Regions from separate parts of the Hordeum vulgare genome. Here region 1 is linked to region 2. A link is a contact called in public Hi-C data. All regions are on one chromosome and are shown on one strand. The core of a region is the stretch at or near the end of the contact, and the rest is flanking DNA. Distances in the headings are between cores, read along the strand shown.

Region 1 (2,700 bases), core at 174-2,673, 300 kb before region 2:
ATTAAATAATGGTATATACTGTCTCGTGAAAAACGAGCTAGCTGCAGGCCTGCAGCCAGGCGTCGATCGACTACTCATTGACGTCTCCCATTTCGGTCGACAGCTCCCAATGGAGCCGCCGGTGAGATCAGAATCCCACGGACGGTGGAGCTACCAGACGCGCATAGGACTACTACCTTGGTCGTTGGCGTAGGCCTCACTCTCCATTTATGTCGCTGTATAATTGGCCCCCGTACGTACGCACCTTCTCCGCTTCGCTTGTTCCTCGATCCCCAGCGCAGGCACCGTCACTCCCACGCTGTTTGTACTATTTGCTTGATTTCGTCTCGAGACATGCAGTACAATGATATACCCCGAAATGACACGTAAATGTGTGGTTGAAGAAACTTATGCATCGCTCTCAGGGCGTTGTCCGTCTCTATTACAAATTAAAATAGAAAATATCTTACTCAAGAGGATACTACATTATTCCTGGTCGTCTGATGGTAATTTTTTGCCGTACCAATATGGTAAGTACAACAAAATAAGCAGGCGATATTCTCCATACATTTTGTGATCTCTCCTTCCAAAAATAGATTCTCTTGACATATCTTTCCTTATTTGCCTTCATCATGTTTTGTCGGCGCGGTGGAAGTGAAAATCCTGTACTTATCCCTCACGATCATCCACAACATCTTACTAACTCGAGGTGAAAATCCTATATTAGCCGTCGGATCATGTGAAATCCACGGCTCATATCGCTCCAGGACCACTTTGAAAGATCTCTCACAACCACGACCACAGTAGTAGACCCCTTTTGCCGTGAAGACAGGGGTAGTGGTTTGGTGTGTAGGTTGATCGGATACTGGGCTCGAGTTGTATAGGTGTGACGGTCGACCAAAGTCGTACTCCGGTTATGGCCAAAGTAATCGATGGCGGCGCCTTATGGCGGCGCTTCTTGTTGGAGGCATCGGTTTAGCTGCTCCGACCTTACCTTTCTTATGGTGTTCTAGGAGAAACCCTTGATCTAGTTTAGATCGAACGATGGCGTCGCTATCCGACGTCGTGTTTCCTTTTGAGGGCATCGTTTTGGAGGTGGATCCGGTCAGATGGACCTATGGTTCTTGAGGATGTGTTATTGCCAAAAACATCATTTATATGGTTTTTAGGTCTGGTTTTCTTGTAAACTGGATCAATCTTTCTTCTCCTGGTCGATGAATTTGATAGATCAACTATCAACGTTTTTTTTTAAACAACAGTAGTAGACACCTTCCGTCTCACGCCACGTCTGCGACGAAATGAATGCGCCCTGCCATGCCAGCCATCCGTTGCCACGTCACGCCATACGCAGACCAGCCGGACGGACTGCCTGTACGAGGAAAACGACAAGGAGACGCCGAGGCCGCAAGCGTGCGACTTGCTCTTCTTCTTCCTCCTCCTCCCCACGAGTTCGCGGCTGAAAGCGACGGCGGACAAGTCCGAGTTTTGCAGGGCGTCCTCCGGCCACCACAGCCAGCCCGGAGCAGTCTTCTCTACCGCTATCCATCTCAAACAACATCCTCCGTCTGTATCTCTGTCCATACCCGCGTCCGTGTGCGAGCGAATATACGTACGTGGACGCACGCACTCGGCTGGTGGCTGGGGCTCAGAGTGCTGCTATAAACAAGTGGCTGGCTTCCCTCCTCCCCGTACGCCCTGCCCAGGAATAGGCGACGCGTCGGCCGCTGCATGCGATGCCGGGCGCAGGGACGGCCGATAAGCTGGGCCATCCGGCCATGGCCTTTCTCGGTAAGGGGGGAGACGAGATGAAGCTTCCTCTCTTCTTGTAAACCCTTCCTGATTCTTGATGCTGCGTGCGTCCAGCTTCGCTTATCGTCATTTGGTTTATTGCTTGGATTGGATGTGTGTGTGGCAGGCTGGTCGCCCTCGTGGACTTGCGGGCGGGAGGACGGCGGCGGGCTCACCCTCGCGTCGCCGTGCGTGCAGAGGGGTCTGGTCGACTGCGTCAATGGTGTGCTCCTCGTCGCCTACGCCTCCGCGCTGCTCGCGGCCTGCGTCACGGGGCGGTGGGATGGGCGGGGGAGAAGCGGCGGCGCATGGCGGCGGTGGGGGGTGGCCGCGGTTTCCGCGTGCTGCGTGGCCGTCGCGGCGACGTACGCCGTCGCCGCGTTCGGGGGCTCCGCGGACGCGGCGGTCACCACGGCTTCCGTCGTCAGGGCGCTGGTGTGGGTGGCCGTGGCCGCCTCGTTGCACCTCCAGCCGACGAGGCCGGCGAGCGCCGTGGCCGTTCTCTGGTGGACGCTCTTCTCGCTGCTGATCACCGCGTACAATGCGGAGGTCCTTGCCATGGGCCACGTGCTCGACGTCGCGGAGGCTGTCGCGTGGGCGGTCAACTTCCTCCTCCTGCTCTGCGCCCTCGGCTCGCTGCTGCTCCGGCGGAGCCGTGGCCACAAGGACGACGACGGCCTGTCCGAGCCCTTGATTGACAAGGCGGTGCACGACTCGGAGCTCTACCGGGCCGGCCTGTTCAGCCAGCTCGCCTTCTCGTGGCTGAACCCTCTGCTCCGCCTCGGCCGCACAAAAGCACTAGACCTCGCCGACATCCCGCTCATCTCCTCCGAGGACTGCGCACGGCAGGCCTCACGTAGGTTCTCCGAGGCGTGGAGCCGCCACCGGCAGGACAAGGCGCAGAGCGGGAGATCCAACGGCCTCGCCCTCGTC
Region 2 (2,700 bases), core at 26-2,525:
AAAGACTTATATTTAGGAACGGAGCGAGTAGTGCCGAGGATCTAGTTCCGAGACGTTGAATACTTTGCACATTGATTAGGATGAGAACACTATTGTATTTGCGGTACAAAGATGAAATGTAAAAATATGAGGGCAACGCCATCTTGTTGAGAGCAACCGGCAACAGCCACTTGAGTTTTTCCCCTGTTGAGCATCGTTGTCGCCAGCCATCAGGAACTCAGAAATTGCACAAACGGCAGCCGGAGAAAAGAACAAAGATGATGATAATACACAAGAAAAGGAGGCTGCTTGCTTACGCCGAAGGCTCTTTTCGACACCAATGGAAAAAGGGGCGAAGAAAACAAACAGAAAAGGAAAAGGGTGCGAAATAGCAGAGTACTCCAACTAACAACCGCGGCGCCGTCCGGCCGCCGCCACCACCACGCCAGGTTGCGCGGTCCCACCACGAACTGCCGGGAGCTCTCGTCTCTTCTAGTTCTAGTCCCGCCGCCGCGAGCCAGGCGCCGCGCCGGACTCCTCGGCGACGGAGGCGAGCTTCTGGAGGTTGAGCTTGACGACGGTGTCGGTGAACATCCTGGTGTCCTCCTCGGTGTTGCCGTCGGGCACGTCGACGACGTAGGACTCGACGACGACGCAGTAGGGGCCCGGCTGGAACTCGGTGACGGAGGTGACGGAGCGGTAGTTGCGGAGGCGGTGCTCACCGCCGACGACGCTGAAGCTGAGGATGTGGCGGTCGTCGTCGAGGATCTCGAGGCGCTCGGTGCTGGTGGAGGCCGGGAGGCCGGACACGACGGTGACCTCCCGGACGCTGCCGACGCTGGCCCCGTCGCCGGCCGCGAGCGCGCAGGTGCGCACGAAGTGCTTGTACCGCTGCGGGTTGCCGAAGCTGCGCACGATGGGCCACACCGCGCGCACAGGCGCCGCCACGCGCTGCGCCACCAGCGACGTGCAGGTGGCCCCCGGCGCCCGCCCCGGGAAGGTGTGGTGCGCCCGCACCGTCCCCTCCAGCGCCGCCCGCTCCGCCTCCGTCACCCCCTCCCGCAGCGCCCGCTCCATGTGCGCCTCCATCACCACACGCACAAGAACGCACTGTCTCCCAAAATCCAGCTAGCTACCACAGTAGTATCTCTCCGTAGTCTCTCCCTCTCCTTCTCTGTTTCCTGATGGGGTTGGGGATGGGGGATGGCTGGGATGGTTATATACCTGAGGACGTGGGGGGAGGGCGAGGGAGAGGGGAGCGACCGATCGACATCCATGCACGGGGTATGGAGCGGGAGGGAGGGAGGGAGGGAGGGAGAGGTAGCTAGCAAGGCGCGGGTTACGAGGAAGCCGACAAGCAGCAACTTTTTCACTCGAGGATTGTACAGACGATGAATTGGTGCCAGCGTGCGTGCGTGGGTTTGCGTTTGGGAAACAACGTCCACACACTCATGGTTTCTCTTCTCCTTGGGTTATGTCAGTGGGCGAGCAGGTTGGTAACGTGCGTTTGGTTTTAGCCTAGGCTTCTCTCACTAAATTATTTGACTAATTAAATTTCTGGTTGAGGTTTTACTGGCCCATGATCTGCTAACACTAGCGAAGAAAAATAAGCTAGAGTGGGCAAGGGAGCATTGACCTGCCAAAAAGAATTGGTCATGATGTAAACAAAGATAAGTCTCTGGTCATGACTAAAATATTGACACGGTAGTTTTGGCCCTATAACCTACCCCTCCGTTCCTAAATATTTCTTTTTTTAAAGATTTCACTATGGACTACATACAGATATATATAGACATATTTTAGAGTGTAAATTCATTCATTTTGCTTCGTATGTAGTTCGTAGTTGAATCTTTAGAAAAATAAATATTTATGAACGAGGGAGTAAGAGTTAAAAGTACCATGTCCAAGAAATTGTCTAGGATGTGATGCTTTAGTCATATACTTGCAATACTTACAAAATTACATCCCATCATCGTCAAACTTGCAACAAATGTGATTATTCAGTCCTAAGCCAATCAGAGAGAGCCAAGTGGCGCCCAGGTGGCCAAGCGAGTCGTCGCCACACATATTGCATAACCCCCCTATCGCTATTATTATTCCATCGCATTGCAACCCACCTGAATTAAATTGGACATATTTCTCTCCTCGCATCCGTGTGCTTTGTTCGTCCTGTGCTCGTTGTCAACAACACAGACAAATCGTTCTGTTTTGAGGTCGATTCATGGTTGTCTAGTGCTAGGGTGTGGCTATGGTTCTTGCCGCGTAGTAAAGCTAAATTTTTGGGCGATGATTTGAGGCTAGGGTTTTGTGTGGTAAAGTAGGGCTTTAGGCCGATAAAGTAGGAACTTCAGCCTATGATTCCTCGGTGAATTTGCAATTGGAAGTTGTTTGCCAGTGTCTATCAATCAATTTAGGGCTAGGGTTTTGTCCTAGATATTTGTGATAGATAAATTAGTGCCAAGTTTCTAAACTATGTAGTTCATTTATGCTAGTGTTGTGTTCACATGATAGTTGTAGGTATGCAATGCCACCAGTTCGGTGCTCATGTTCATGATTTTGAAGAAGATTTGTTGCACCTTTGTAGTTTAGTAATGCGACTAGTTAAACTGAATTTGTGCAGTTAACTAAATTTTGGATGTAGTGTTTAGTGATTACAATGTACTATTTTGTAGTTAAGTGAATTTTGGATACAATGTTCACTAACGCCACTAGTTAACTCAA

Evidence for each region. A called contact is a pair of places that touch in the nucleus more often than the background predicts.
Region 1: a contact with region 2 is called in a Hi-C map of seedling, with 2.6 times the contacts expected there. The contact joins the promoter of LOC123407645 here to the promoter of LOC123409860 in region 2. A contact is called at or near these places in 2 of 6 Hi-C or Micro-C datasets (leaf and seedling).

Annotation. Positions count from the first base shown.
Region 1 is chr7H:513,816,068-513,818,767 of MorexV3_pseudomolecules_assembly, reverse strand. It overlaps LOC123407645 (ABC transporter C family member 8-like), which reads left to right and starts at 1,423. Exons shown (of 13, transcript XR_006612648.1): 1 at 1,423-1,767; 2 at 1,895-2,700.
Region 2 is chr7H:513,513,737-513,516,436 of MorexV3_pseudomolecules_assembly, reverse strand. It overlaps LOC123409860 (abscisic acid receptor PYL9-like), which reads right to left and starts at 1,275. Exons shown (of 1, transcript XM_045102730.1): 1 at 46-1,275. The coding sequence starts at 1,068. The coding sequence ends at 478.